Regions from separate parts of the Sus scrofa genome. Here region 2 is linked to region 1. The links are chromatin contacts, called in public HiChIP or PLAC-seq maps. All regions are on one chromosome and are shown on one strand. The core of a region is the stretch at or near the end of the contact, and the rest is flanking DNA. Distances in the headings are between cores, read along the strand shown. Region 1 holds the start of RBM17 (splicing factor 45). Region 2 holds the start of ANKRD16 (ankyrin repeat domain-containing protein 16).

The links. HiChIP or PLAC-seq counts read pairs in DNA pulled down with a chosen protein or histone mark.
Region 2: an H3K27ac HiChIP or PLAC-seq map of skeletal muscle shows a contact between it and region 1. The contact joins the promoter of ANKRD16 here to the promoter of RBM17 in region 1. A contact is called at or near these places in 3 of 47 Hi-C or Micro-C datasets (liver and skeletal muscle) and 1 of 2 datasets of contacts at active chromatin or transcription factors (skeletal muscle).

The regions. Positions count from the first base shown.
Region 1 is chr10:64,905,795-64,913,619 of Sscrofa11.1, forward strand. It overlaps RBM17 (splicing factor 45), which reads right to left and starts at 3,212. Exons shown (of 12, transcript XM_003130822.6): 1 at 3,047-3,212. LOC110255720 (a long non-coding RNA gene) reads right to left here. Exons shown (of 3, transcript XR_002336422.1): 2 at 6,126-6,183; 3 at 4,812-5,309.
Region 2 is chr10:65,104,938-65,112,762 of Sscrofa11.1, forward strand. It overlaps ANKRD16 (ankyrin repeat domain-containing protein 16), which reads left to right and starts at 4,106. Exons shown (of 7, transcript XM_005668213.3): 1 at 4,106-4,508; 2 at 6,418-6,638. The coding sequence starts at 4,189. FBXO18 (F-box DNA helicase 1) reads right to left here and starts at 4,038. Exons shown (of 20, transcript XM_021065040.1): 1 at 3,810-4,038.

The DNA.
Region 1 (7,825 bases), core at 1,962-4,461:
GAAGAGACATGGTCTGGATAAGAAGCCACTCAACCCCCAGGGCCCCCAACCCGTTCAAGTGATCCCCCCGGCCCAGGGGTGAGCAACTTGAGCCCCGCTCTGTTAATTCCTTGCTTCCCTCCTTTTGTATAACTTTATTTACAAAGCTTTATTGCATCAATTCCTTAGAAGGTGGGTATATCTTTAATTCAGCTGCCTTAAGCACATGTAAATATATCATACACAACTCACTCCAGCGCAAACACTGAAATGTAACAGGTGCACAGACAAGGCCGTTAGGCCTGAAATTAATTAATGCTGTGACGGCTTTCAGATAATATAGCATTTATTTCATGAAGTCTGGTGCCAGGTAATAAAAATCCAGCACTTTCTAACATTTGATATACTTTAAGAAGTTAGGATCAAATACCAACAGCTGATTTGTATAATGTCTTTAAGAAACCTTCTAACTATTTACTTCTAAACACCATTCTTCGGTTAACACATCTTCCAGGAAGTCTCTGTGTGGCACAGCGGGTTCAGGATCCAGCATGGCCACAACTGTGGCGCCGGTCACAACTGCAGTGCAGGTTCAATCCCGGATCCAGAAACGTCAACATGCTGCAGGTGCACCCAAAAACAACAACAACAACAAAAACCCCTCCAGGTATGCTTTTTTTCCCCTTAAAAAGAAACACGGTAAACATGGTTCTGCCAGAAGAATGAGGATTTTTCAAGATTCTACCTAAGCTGGCAAAGTATTTTTTACACATGTGCAACTGGCAGAAAAAGAATACAGACATCTTCTCAGAAGCATTCCACTCACTCACCTTTCAAGTGCGTCTCTGAAGCCTCTGTGACAACCCCCCACGTAAAAGCAACTGTCCCTGAACACGTGTCTCTCACTATATCATCAGCCCTTTAAAGGTAAGGCCTGTTCTGTCTTTGCCCATAGAAGCACCGTAAGTTTTACACCATAATTCATGGGAGAGAAACTCCCCTCACCATACAACTAATAATGAGTCAAAGTTTGAGCTCTGAGCACCTAAACAAGTGGACATGGTAAGAAAAGACCTTTTATCACTAAATAGACATTCATGTATCATAAATCAAAAACGAATCCTAAAGAACACGCCAAGTGCTAGACACATGGACACAAAGCAACAGGAAAGGCCACGAGGGTGGTGCATGCTGATGCCAACAAAAAAGACAGGTAATAAGAGGCATCGCTTCATGTGTAAGATGTGTGACTTCCTAAAGAATTTTTAAATGTTTCCCTGTACCTCCAGCTCTGACCCCTTGTCACAGTTTAATACTTCCATTCATTCTCATAGACGCTATAACTGCCCAAGTACATAGGCTGGAGTGTCCGTGAGTCACCTGTAACTCAGGTGTGTAAGAGAGCATCCTTCACTATCCACGAGTACGGAAGACTTGGGGAAGGAGTACCAGCCCTGACTGCTCCTCGAGTGTAATTTAAAACAAGACAGGTAGGAGTTCCCACTGTGGCCCGGCAGAAGGGAATCCAACTAACAACCGTGAGGCTGCGGATTCGATCCCTGGCCTCGGTTCAGTGGGTTAAGAATCTGGTGTGGCTATGGCCGTGGTGTAGGCCGGCAGCTGCAGCTCCAATTGGACCCCTGGCCTGGGAACCTCCATATGCTACAGGTGTGGCTCTAAATGGCAAAAACAAAAGCAAAACAAAAAAACAAGCCAGGTAAAGAGACATCCACTTTACAAAGTTGCATTTGGAAACGCAAGACAGTTCTCCAGATTCCTGTTTTCTGTAAAGTCTGTCCGCAGCCATCAGAGAGCCCCAGGGTCAGCTCCTCAGTGCCCACACCTCTCACATCTCCCGCCGGCTCACAGCCTACTCACTGTTCTAAACTGCACCGCGTCCATCTCTTGATAAGGTTCTAAAAAGAAAACACCCTCAGTTTAAGTTACTAATATCCTACACTCCCAAAATGTCTTTGTGTTTTATAATCAAAACGTCTGTGTCCTTCACCCCATAAAACTGGAAATTGACTCGCACTCTTTAAAAACTCTGTTGGAGGAGACGCAGTCCTCACCTACTTGAGGATGTTGCGTTTCGCCCTCGTCCAGAAGGTCCTACTTCCCACCCATCCGCCTGCCTCTAGCAATAAATCCCTTCCACGGCTCTCCACTACTGACTTCTCCCACCTTCTTGACCTGACCTGACCTGCCCTCTTCAAGCCTCTCTGCCTTTGCTGCAGTTTCCGAAACGCGCTAAGACGCTCGGCCTCTGCCGCTCTCGCACTTATTTCTTCTGCAGGAAACCGTTCCCCCATCTTGCACATCGAACCAAAGACCTCCAAGGTTCAGTTATAAGCCTCCTTCCCTCTTGGAAGCCTTTCCAGACCCCCCTCCAGTCCCTCAGATCAACCCATGCCTTTATGCTTGTTTCCCGAAAGACCAATCTTCCAGACTGCAAGGACAGAGGCTTATTTATCTTGCAGCCACTGTTCGTTGCTGACAAATGGTCTGGGTAAAGGGAGATGTTCAAAAGATGCTTGGCGATTGGACGTGAGAGCTGCAACGCCGCTTTGCACGGACGAGGGCAGCGCTAGAGCCGGAGTCCCGTCTTCCTGCGCGGCCAGGTGAACCCGGGTCTCTGAGAGATGTCCACACCTGGATTCCCCGCTCTGCGGCCGGGGGAGGAAACGGCTTCCTTCCTCTGCACCCTCCAACCGGGAGGGGTGCAAGCGTTCGGGGCCACAGGTGACCCAGGCCTGCCCACCAGGTCACGGACCGGGCAACTTTCCCCAAACACGCCCGCGGGGCCAGAAGAGACGAGGACACACAGACGGAAAATGAGAATCCGGGAGAGGAGACCGGGCCCGATAACCCGGGCAAATAAGGGAAAGGGGCGGCGGGGCGCGAAGGGAGACGCGGAGAGTCGGCCGGGGCCAGGCCGCCTGAGGCGAGGGGATGGCGGCCGGGGGACGGCCTGGGACCCCCGGCCCTCACGGCGCGGCCGAAAGCGGCGGCCTCGCGTCCAGCGCCGCCCGGGAGGCGCTCGCCCCCTGCCCCGGGCGCCACTTACCCGGTCCGCCCGGCCGACGCTCCCGGGCGGCCACGCACCGGGGCCGACGCGCCGCGGAGACGGCGGGCAGAGCGCTCGGCGTCAGCCCCCGACGGCCGGACCGCTCCGGCGCCAACCCCTACGCAGAGTCCGCGGGCCGCGCGGCTGCGCGGGGTCACGGCGTGTGCGGCTGGGAGAGAGGCGCGCTGCGCCTGCGCCGAGGACGCCCGCCCCGCCGCGCGCCCCCTGTCCGCGGGAGGACCTCATCGCACCGCCACCGCGCCCGCGTCCCTCTCTCCCGCCAAAAGATGTCGCCGTGTCGCAAGGTTGCCACATTTCAGTAACACCCCCTCCCACTCCCCGCCATCGGGAGGAGGACGACTGGTGCAGGGCTGCGAAACCATCCCGCCGTTTGGGCAAAGCTGAAAATAAATGACAATAGGAGAGGTGACTGGGAAAACGAAGGGCTTCAGAAGAAATGGCCCAAAGCGCTGAAGTAAGTGTAGGACTAAGGAAACACAGGGAGGGTGTGGATGTTCTAAAGCGTCAAAGTTTAAAAACGACATAACAGAAGCTGGGAGGAAAAAGAAGGTGGAGTTCTGTGTAAATACGATTCTCACATCTGCGTTCAAAACTGTAGGCAAGGCCTTGTGTCCCTGTCCTTTGAAATAAAAGGCTTTGCCTTCCATAAGTCTCGAAAGGCTGGTTCGGGGAACTCCCGTTGTGGCTCAGTGGTTAACGAATCCGACTAGGAACCATGAGGTTGCGGGTTCAGTCCCTGCCCTTGCTCAGTGGGTTAAGGATCCGGCGTTGCCCGTGAGCTGTGGTGTAGGTTGCAGACGCGGCTCGGATCCCGCGTTGCTGTGGCTCTGGCGTAGGCCGGTGGCTACAGCTCCGATTTGACCCCTAGCCTGGGAACCTCCATATGCCGCGGGAGTGGCCCAAGAAATGGCAAAAAGACAAAAAAAAAAAAAAAAAAAAAAAAAAAAGGCTGGCTCAAAAGGTAATGCTTGTGTGAACTGGAGTTTGGCACTTGCCATCAGCCTCTACATGGATTAAATCATGAGCCACCGCACCTGCCAACCCACGGCACCCCCTGAGCAGAACTCTGGGTGAAAATCAGAGAGGCACTCTGTGCTTTGGGAAAACTGCAAGCACAGTTCTTCAGATAGATATTTTTAGGAGAAGATTTTATGTGCCCAATTCTTGCAAATTTTCATATCTAGAAAAACACTAAAATCCTTCATGGGGATGTCTGCTCCTTGTGACCTTCAGGAGAGAGCAACAAATTTTGCAAAATGGGTGTGTGCTGTATGCACCTCCCCTCCCCTTTATCGTATTCTGGTATCCCCCTTTCCTCTTTATCATATTCTGATATCCCCCTTTCCACTTGGGAGCAGCATTGCAGAGCTACCTGAAATACCACCACTTGGGCTGTAGTTAAGGATAAAACAAAGAATGTCAGGGTCATCCATGAATGCAGTCACCTCCCAGGGTGAGAGCGGGCGAGTCCTGCAGGCTGTGAAAACTCAGGATACAGGCCCCGACAGCAGAGGTGCATATCAAAGGAATGGTATCTGTGAGCCCAGGACTCTTTTGTTCCTGCTCCCGGCCCTTTGCTGCAAAAAGACTCCCGTGTATCCTAGCTCCTTCTTCACCGTCTTGGAGCAGTTTCTCAGGACTACCTGAGATGCTGTCTCCTGGACCTAGGTCCGAATTTTGCCCCAAATAAAACTTAACTCTCAGCTTTCTTTTTTTTTTTTTTTTTTTTTTTTTTTGAGTCGACAATGTGTATTTTTTTAAGCTGACAATGTGAAGACGCAGAAACAAAGAAGAGCTATTGGGCCAAGAAACTGGTAACAATTTGGACTATAAATCCGCACATAGTAGACCGACCAAACTCCCTGTTCCCTGAAAGACAGAGATAAAGGCAGGACACACATGCCTGACTTGTTCCTACCGGAAGCAGACCCCCCCCCCCAGATGAAAACTGCTGACGCAAGCACGGAGACCTCCGAAGGCTGATGATGCTTGACCCTTCCCCTTGATGCTCACCAATCCAAGAACTGTGCTCGAGCTGACCCCACACCCAGCAGCCCCCTCCCGGCACTGCGTTTTAACCCTTCCCGGAAAGCCTTGGCAGAGTTCAGGTCTTTGGAGCGGGGCGCGCTGCTCATTCCCCTGGTGGGGTGCAGAGCGATCGAGGCTGTAGTTTCCTTCACCACCACTTGGTGTCAGTAGATCAGCTTCACTGCCTGCAGGCAAAGCCGACCCAAGTTCAGTTCTGCAACATACATGGGGGTTAAACATTTCAAGCTGATAAATCAAGTGGCTCAGGCTGTCTTCTGTGACACAGGTTTGATCTCTAGCCTAGGAACTTCTACGTGCCACAGGCTTGGCTGAAACAAAGATAGATAAGTAGGTACATAGATAGACAGATAGGGTGCTGTATGGCAAAAAATAATAAGGAAAATAAATACATATCTTAGTACAAAGGAACATATGAAGAAAGGATATAATTAACTAAATTCTGATGATTAGGAAAAGGGGCAAAAGAAAAAAATCTTAAAGGGAATCAGTAGACAATCTGAAGAAAGAGCTGGCTAAAGGCTTCATATAAATTCCTGGAGTTCCCATCGTGGCTCAGTGGTTAATGAATCCGACTAGGAACCATGAGGTTGTGGGTTCGATCCTGGCCTTGCTCAGTGGGTTAAGGAGCCAGCATTGCGGTGAGCTGTGGTGTAGGTTGCAGACACGGCTTGGATCCTGCATTGCTGTGGCTCTGGCATAGGCCGGCGGCTACAGTTCCAATTTGACCCCCAGCCTGGGAACCTCCATATGCCACGGGAGCGGCCCAAGAAATGGCAAAAAAAAAAAAAAAAAGACAAAAAACAAAAAGGCTTCATGTAAATTCTAATTATCATGGTAACCCAAACTAAAATACAGACCTTTCAAATTATCCAAAACACATGCACACAACTACAGCATATAAAAATCACCCAGTGAAATATTTGAAAAAGTTGCAGAACAGAAGCCATAACAAAACAACATGACAAAGACCACACATCTTACACGAAGACATGTAGATGAGCCAACTTACTTGTTTAAAAGAGTACAACTTTCAACTGGCGCACACGGCACAACACAGCTCTGCATTTCTACAAGAAAATGCACAAAATAGAGTGACACTGAAACACTGAAAACTCAAAATGGAAAAGACATACCAAGATATGCAAACATAAATGAAGCAGGGATCAAAAAAAAAAAAAAAAGAGTTCCCGTCGTGGCTCAGTGGTTAACAAACCCGACTAGTATCCATGAGGACGTGGGTTCGATCCCTGGCCTTGTTCAGTGGGTTAAATATCCAGCATTGCCGTGAGTTGTGGTGTAGGTCAAAGACGTGGCTTGGATCCTGCATTGCTGTGGCTGCGGTGTAGGCTGGCAGCTGTAGCTCCGATTTGACCCCTAGGCTGGGAACCTCCATATGCCATGGGTGTGGCCCTAAAAAGACAAAAAGACAAAAAAACAAAGGGATCACAAATTTACTATTTATTATACAGGGTTGGCTTCAGGGCAAAAAGCTTAGGTGAAATTAAGGAGGGCATTTTACAACCATAGGAATTACAATTCACAATGAACAAATAAAAGGAATACCTATGCGGTGAATAGCATAATTTCATAACTCATAGGAAACACTGTAGGAGACATAAAGAGAATAGGCAGGAATAACTGTTGTAGTTTTTGCCAGCTTAAGGGCACAGAGGTAAATGAGGAAAGAGAAGTCCTAAAAATATGATTAATATGGTAGATTTAATACATCAAACTCTGAGCAATAAATCAGAGATTACATCCTTTCAAGGGCCCCTGGAACATTCACAACTGGCCATATTTTAGGCCACCGAGAAAATCCTAATACAGTCCAATAAGTAGAAGCATACGGACAATATTATTTGATCAAAATTCATTAAAACCAGAAATTACTGAAGAAACAGAAAATAAAACATTCCTAATTCCATAGGAGTTTTTACATCTTAGATGACACTAGGAACAAAAGGAAAACAATGATGTGGCTGATGCCTAGAAAAATATGGATATGGAATGGCATATCAGAAGCCAGGGGATTTAGCTAAAATAGTGCTAAGAGGAAAGCGTGGTTTTAAATGACAGTATTAATTAAAAAGTCAGAACAAACCAAAAGAATTCAGCTTCTATGCGAGAAGTTAGAAAGAGACCAAAATATGGAGTTCCCGTTGAGGCTGAGCAGTTAATGAACCCGATTAGCATTCATGAAGACGCAGGTTTGATCCCTGGCCTCACTCAGTGGGTTAAGGATCTGGCGTTGCCATAAGCTGTGGTGTAGGTGGAAGATATAGCTCGGATCCCGCATGGCTGTGGCTGTGGTGTAGGCCAGCAGCTATAGCTCCAATTCGACCCCTAGCCTGGGAACCTCCATATGCCATGGGTGTGGCCCTGAAAAAGACAAAAAAAAAAAAAAAAAAAAAAAAAAAGCAGAAAGTTGTAATTAATAAAGATAAAAACCTAAAAGGATGGTGTATAAAATAGAAAAATATAGGATTAAAAAATAAATCCAAGTGCTTATTCTTTGAAAAATAAATAGGTGAGCTGTTCCCTAAAAAATAAAGAGAGCACAAATATACAAAATATGGCATAAGGGGGGACTAACTCTAGAGACAGAGAAAAGTAAAACCCGCTCAAGAGATGACATCGTTCAGACAATAAATTTATGGCAAAATGTGGAGGAAAGAGAGAGTTTTTAGGACAATATAATTTCTCAAAGTG
Region 2 (7,825 bases), core at 2,856-5,355, 200 kb after region 1:
CACCAACTGTGAGACACGAGGCACTTTAAGTGCGACACAAACTCGCCTGTGAACACGCTGTGGGCGTAGAGAAAAGTGAACAGTTGGATGAAAAGGGCTTTATGAGGAGTTCAGCCTCACAAGAGGAGCAGGGTTCCAGAGAAACTCTACGTGCAAAACCAAGGAGAAATGCACAGCACTGTTGTGGGGGAAGCCAGGTTCATGAGAACAAGAGGCTTGCAGACTGGGGACAAGGATGTCAAAAGAATTTGGAAGCACAAAGGTCCCTAAAGAAAAGGAATACATTTATAAGCTAAGGCATTTAGACTTTATCAGAGAGGGGATTCAGAGAACCACACAGCCTTTTTAAGCGGGTTCAATGCCAAATCAAATGTACATGGTAGGACAGGACCTTTGGAGACTGACGATGAGCAGCCAGGCAGATTGTCAGGAAAACAAGGCGGGAGGTCTCAGGTCAGTGGCAGCACAAACAGGGAGAAGGGGAAAGTGAAGAGCAACAAGTCTTCTCTGGAGTTTCTGATGTGGCTCAGCGGGTTAAGCACTCAACGTTGTCTCTAGGAGGACGCAGGTTCAGTCCCTGGCCTGGCTCAGTGGGTTAAGGATCTGGCTGTGGTGTAGGCCCAGCTGCAGCTCTGATTAGACCCTTGGCCTGGGAACTTCCATATGCCACGTGTGTGGCTGTAAAAAGAAATTAAAAAAAAACAAACAAACAAACAAACAAAAAACCTTCTTTAACTGGAGAGACTGAAAGAGAGAGAAGAGCACAGGTGACGGACAATTCCAGCCAGAACTCAGTGATAAAGTTATTAACCACAGTGAGTAAAGGAGAAATCACTTCTTTCGAGCGTGAAGGTGAAGTTTTCAGTTTTGAAAATGGCTGGTTGTTTTAAAATCATCTCTAGGAGTTCCCGTTGTGGTGCAAGGGAAACAAATCCAACTAGGAACCATGAGGTTTCGGGTTCTATCCCTGGCCTTGCTCAGTGGGTTAAAGATCTGGCGTTGCCGTGAGCTGAGGTGTAGGTCGCAGATGCAGCTCGGATCCCCCGTTGCTGTGGCTGTGGTGTAGGCTGGCAGCTGCAGCTCCAATGAGACCCCTCACCTGCCAACCTCCATATGCCGCAGGAAGCGGCCCTAGAAAAGGCAAAAAGACACAAAAAATAAATAAAATCATCTATAGAATAATTTTAAATTCAAGTTCCAGGAGGTACTCTGAAATATGAGGCTAGTCCTGAAAACACATGCGCGTGACAGCTGGAGACCTGAGAGCTGAGGTGCTCTGATGAGATGCTCTGTGAGCAGGTGATTCCACAGGCAGATAGGCAAAGACACTCCACACTCACTCTTCAAATAAAAACCAGCCTAGGAAGGACAGAGGCAGAGGATAAGCAGAGAAAGAGAATGACGATGACCAATCTGAAATTAGACTTCCGAGAGCAATGTCAATAGTTTCATGTTCACACACACACACAGGCCACAAAACCTATCAAATGATCACGGCACCGACGACCAGGGCTGAATGCTACGGAACCAAAGAACACAACACGAGAAAAAGGAACGAGGACAGCCAAGTGGCAAATCACAATGCCAACGATGGCCACGTGGGCAGTGAGTCACTAAAGGGCACACTGCAAATCCCACACGCCTGCACAACAAGGATGAGCGGAGCAACTGGGAAACCAGTTAAGACCCCAGAAGAGCTGCATCCATGAGCTCACTGTCAAGATTTGCCCCTCCTACACCAAGCTTTTGCTCTGGAGAATCACAGGGGCTGTGGACAGATTCACATACCTTATCATTTAGTTGTCTAAAAACACTCGGTCCCATTGTGCAAACGTGCACCGATTTTGTTCTTTAAAATACGGAAACATGGAGCCCCCGCCGAGGCTCAGGGGAAACGAATCTGACTAGGAACCATGAAGTTGCGGGTTCAATCCTTGGCCTCACTCAGTGGGTTAAGGATCTGGCGTTGCTGTGAACTGTGGTATAAGTTGCAGATTCGGCTTGGATCTGGTATGGCCATAGCTGTGATGTAGGCCAAAAGCTGTAGCTCCGATTAGACCCCTAGCCTGGAAGTGTCCATATGTCGTGGATGTGGCCCTAAAAAGACAGAAAAATAAATAAGCTTAAGGAAACTAGAGGCATAAGGGAAGAGATACCAGGGTCATTAGCAAGTGGGGGGTGGGGTGTTGAGCAGCAACAATTGCGAAACTACCATATACCTCAACCTCCATTTGCACCAACACAGACAACTGCAGTTAAGAACAATGCTTGGCCTGTCCTAAAACTTGATGCAGTTCAAAGCACTTTTCTGCCTTCCTGTTTTTGAAGCGGCAAGATACAATGGAACAGCAACTTTGGCAAAGCTGATACTGGACCTGGTCCTGTCTCCATAACTATCCATATTATTCAGTCCACCAAATTCAAACGCAACCTGCTCTTTAGTAAAACGGGGTTGTTTTCGTACCAGAGGTCTTTTTTCTCTCTTGAGCAGCGCACCACGCACCAGCAGACACTCACTGGGTGCTACCATCTTTCCTTCCAGAGGCCTTTCTTTATACCACCTCTGGGAAAAAGCTAACCTCTTTAACCTGTTTAGGCTTCGCTGCCGCAGCTACCCCCCCCCCCCAATCATGGTGCCTTATAGGGTTGTTTGTGAACTGGGTGATTAATGTAAAGTGCTTTGTAAACCAGAGTGCAATACCATACGTGAAGCATAATTGTTTCCAGGCCTGGCAAATAGTAGCTGCTCCCATTTTATCTCCAAAGCAACTGAAAACACCCGGAGGGTTGAATGACTAGCACCCAGTAAGATCAGGTAAAAACTCAACAGCTACCCTCAGCTCTCCCATCAACCCACACAGCAGGCTCAGATCTTAATGTACCCTCCACCAGCTCAAGGCCCTTTCACATCGCCTTAATTTTCTCAATGTTCAGGTAAGGGGAAAGGAAGACTGCAAAAAAAAAGGAAGCAAAAGGATACAATAAAATGACTCGCCCAAGGTCAAAACAGCAACGCAGAAGGAAAGGAAATGCTAGCTGGCCAGCAGCGGAGGCCACGTCCCCCGTGACTCCCACAGCCCCGAGCAGCGCCGCACCCCTGCGTCCCGTGAGCCCCTGGACCTCCCCCGCGTGCGCGCCCCACTGCGCCCCTGCACCTCACCGGCAGTCTGCCCGCGCCCCTCCACGCCCCCCGCGGGCAGCTCCATGCCCCAAGGCCAGACCCCGCTAAGGACCCCCAAAGGTTCAGCGTCCACACGGCTTGGCCCCACCCGCGCACCCTGCCACGTCGGCGGCCTCACGCACTATGGCGCTCTGCAACGGGGCTCCTGCCGCCGCCGCCGGGCCAGAGCCCCCCAGGCGTCCCAGTCTCAGCGTCCCCCGGGCAGCGCGAGCCCGAGCAGGCCGCGGACTTCCTCCGCCAGCTCCGCCCCCGCCGCAGCCCCGCGAAGAGCCCGCCGCCGGCGCTGACGGACTGTGCTCCGGACCAATCGAAACGCGTGTGCGGAAGGGGCGCGCTGACAGACTGCCCCAGCGACCAATCGGAACGCGCACTTGCAATAGGGGCGGCTACCGCAAGCGGGCCCCGCCCCGTCCGTGCTTCCTCTAGGGCGGAAGAAACGAGTGGAAACTTTCCCAGAGTTCCTCTGAGCTCCGGGACCCGCGGAAGGGCCGCGTCGGGCGGGGCGGGACTGTGGGCGGAGCGGGGCTGGGGGCGGGAACGTGCGGGCTCCACCCCGTCCCCCGGGGGCCCGCGCTGCCAGGTGATCCCGACTGGCGGCGGCGTCCGCACTCAGACGCTTAGAACCTACCCCGGCCTGCCCCGCTTTCGGGACCCACATTGGTGCGGCCTCCGCGCAGGCCTCTCCGGTCTCCCGGCGGCGGGGTGAACTCGGGCTCAGGGCGGGCGTCCCTCCCGGCAGACGCTGCCGCCACTACCTAGCGTTTTGCTCCGGGGCGAAACCAGGGCGTGCGGCAGGCTCCGAGCGTGCGTTCGCGCGAGCCCGCACGCGTGGTCCGTGGGAGGCAGCGTCCCGGGGGCGGGCCAGGCCGGGGAGGGGGCCGGGATCTGGGCGGGGCCGGGGGAGGGGCCCCGGGGCGAGGGCGGGGCATCCGGAAGAGTGTCCCGGGGAGGGGCGGGGCTGGAGGAGGGTCCTCCGGGCCGTCCCGGCCCGTAGAGGATCTCGGGCCATGGCGGCGTCTGTGGACCCGCGGCGGTTGTACCGGCTGGTGCACGAAGGCCAGCTGTGCGCCCTGCGGGAGGAGCTGCGGGCAGCAGGCCGCGCCGACTGCGCGGGGCCGGCTGGGGACACCCTCCTGCACTGCGCCGCGCGCCACGGCCACCTGGACGTCCTGACCTATCTGGTCGAGGCTTGGGACATGGACATCGAAGCCACCAACCGAGACTACAAGCGGCCGCTGCACGAGGCGGCCTCCATGGGCCACCGGGACTGCGTGCGATACCTGCTGGGCCGGGGAGCAGCGGTCGACTGCCTGAAGAAGGCCGACTGGTAGGTGGCGGGACTTTCGGAGAGACCCGCACCCTTCCCTGCAGGATCGTGAATTCCCACTCCGTCCACACTGTAGTTCCTCAACCTTCCCCTATAGAGAAGAATGACCTACAGCGAACCTTGTCGCTGCCCTTGTGGGGACTGTTGCAGTCTTCTGTTCCAAACTGCCTCCCGTTGCAAAGCACAGGACAGTACAGATGAACAGGTAGAGACAGTCAGTCTACGAATTGTTTGTCCCGCGTGTAGATCGCATGAGCCCCAGGATGCGATGTTCTTCTGGGAACATTTAGCTAAATGATGACTTCACCGATGACATTTTTTTTTTTATTTTGAAATTTGTAGTTCACAGAAAGTTGCAAAGAAAGCTTCTGGAAGTCCCATGCTCCCTTCCCCCAGCTTCCCCCAAAGTTCACATCTTAGAGCCACAGCAGGAAAACAAAAGGAAGAAAGTGACATTGCTACAATCCCTGGACTTCCTCAGAGTTCATCAGTTATCCTTACACTGGAGCACGTGTGGTGCTCTGATTTTTATCACATGTGTAGCCTGGCATGACCACCTCACAGCCGTGAGAGTAACCATCGCACCAAGCAGTCGTGTTGTGTTAGATCCACACTGTTTTCAGTACTCACTGGGTCGGTCTAGCCCCTTAGAGGTTATGAACATCTGATGATTCAAACATGTGAAGCTCCTGCCCTCAAGGGATTCCTGCTCTGATGTAAACAAGAAACATCAGACAGCCATATGGCTAAATAAAGGGCACCTTGCCCACTGGTGAGGGGAGAGGCCTGGGATGTTTGGAGGTTTGCTCTTTGGCTGCGACGAAGCCCAAGACTGATTTTCTTGAGCTGCTAGTGAATTGGTCTCAAGAGTGGAGGCACATTACCTCTTAGACTTCTCAGATCAGTTCTGTGGGTAAGGAAACCGTCTCCCCATACAACCATTCAGAGGGCAAGTTTCAGGAGTTCCCATCACAGCTCAGCGGTAACCAACCCACCCAGTAACCATGAGTTACTGGGTTCGATCCCTGGGCTTGGTCGTTGGGTATTGGCCGGCAGCTGCAGCTCCGATTGGACCCCTAGCCTGGGAACTTCCATGTGCCGCAGGTACAACCCTAAAAGCGGAAAAAAAAAAGGCAAGTTTCATTCGATTTTGCATTTCGGAAGTGCAGTCACAGACATGTTTGCCCACTCTTACCTTGCTGGCCCAGGAACTTCCACATGCTGTGGGAAATAAATCTTCGGGGAGTTCCCATTGTGGCTCAGGGATAATGAATCCTAGCCTGAGAACTTCCATATGCCTCAGATAAGGCCCTAAAAAGACCAAAAAGAAAATCTTCCTTTAAAAAACCTAGTTCAGGAGTTCCCGTCATGGCTTAGAGGAAATGATCTGACTCGCATCCATGAGGACACAGGTTCAATCCCTGGCCTCGTTCAGTGGGTTGAGGATCCAGCGTTGCTAGGAGCTGTGGTGTAGGTCACAGACACGGCTCGGACCCTGTGTTGCTGTGGCCGTGGTATAAGCCGGCAGCTGTTGCTCCAATTAGACCCCTAGCCTGGGAGCCTCCATATGCTGCTGGTGTGGCCGTAAAAAGACAAAAAAAAAAAAAACAAAAAACAAACAAACAAAAAAAACCAACCTCATTTAGAAGCAGCTTTGCCTCCTCGCTCTCGCCTTTCCCCTCCTGGAGGTGCACTGACATCAGGATCTTTCTCCCCTTGTTACCTCTCCAGGGTCCTCGCGGCCAGCAGAGAAGCTGCCAGCCAAGGCTGTTTTCCTGCTTCCCAGACCCCAACATCCTCCAGCTCCTCTCTGTGCCGAGGACGTGCATTTTTCTGAGGACCTGGTCCCGGGCTTCCAGCATCTTGGCTGCCGCCTCCCCATTTGACCACTTGTCCCTTTTGGCCTTAGGACTCCTCTGATGATGGCTTGCACCAGGAGGAACCTCGAGGTGGTCCAGGACCTCGTGGAGCACGGCGCCAATCCGCTCCTGAAGAACAAAGACGGCTGGAACAGTTTCCACATCGCCAGCCGGGAGGGCGACCCTCGGATCCTCCAGTACCTGCTCACCGTTTGCCCGGCTGCCTGGAAGACAGAGAGCAAGGTCGGGAGAACCCCGCTGCACACGGCAGGTGTGGCCCCCGAGCCGTACAGGGTGCAGGCGTGGGTGGGCACGCAGCAGAGCAGAGGGCCTGGGGAAGACGGGGCAGGCAGTGAGAGCAGCTTTGGGGTGTTCTGGCAAATTCGTAGTCAGTAAGGCTGATGTCACCTGGCCCTCAGCATGTTCTTCTTTCTTTTATTTATTTATTTATTTTTTTTGGCCGCACCACTGCAGCGACAGTCCTGGGTCCTTAACCTGTAAGGCCACCAGGGCACTCCTCTCCTTTCTTATTTTGGGTGACTTTTCACACGTATCTGTCGTCTGCTCCCCAGTTAGTTGGGTGGTAGCCTGGTTCTCTTCCTTACCAGGTCCTTGACCTTGGGCCGGAAACTAGGTCTCCTGAGCAGGTTTCCTCGGCCACAGAATGACGACGACGACGATGCCTGTGACTCGGAGTCGCAGGTTTAAGGGGCACGTTAAGTCCCTCAGCACCGTGCTGAGAGCCCTGAGCATCTCCATGTGGTCATCGTTCAAAGCAGGAGGGACCGTTTCCCTGCCTCCTCAGCAGCACCGCCCAGGGTGCGTCCGTTTGAACAAGCGTAGGTGTTTAGGATTGAATCCCGGGCCTCAGCGGGTGCAGCTTCTCTAATGATAATGTCGAATGTAACGCCGGGCCACCGTTTTCATTGTTTGGCGTAATTCTCCTTAACTCTGAATTATCTCGTCATAAAATATCTTCAATTAGCTAAAAGCGAAAACGGGGGGAGTTCCTGTGTGACCAAGTGGTAACGAACCCGACTAGCATCCATGAGGATGTGGGTTCGATCCCTGGCCCCGCGCTTAGTAGGTCACGGACGTGGCTTGGATCTGGCATGCTGTGGCTGTGACTGTGGCCAGCAGCTGCAGCTCCTATTCAACCCCTACTCTGGAAACTGTCATATGCTTCGGGTGTAGCCATAAAAAGACCAAAAAAGAAAAAAAAAAAAAAAAAGCTAAAAACGGGGTGCAGGGTGGTGTGAGATGCATTGGGCAGCAAGCAGCCCAAGAGCCCAAATCTAGACATAAGGGCATAAGCCTTAGCCTTGAAGGTGGTGCGTTGAATTAGAATACAGGACTTGTAGTTTTTCTGGAATTGAGGCCTGTGACATGACGATGAGGAGGCAGACACACAGTTCTGGCCACAGCGGGCAGGACCCAGGAATCCTTTTTAAAACTTTG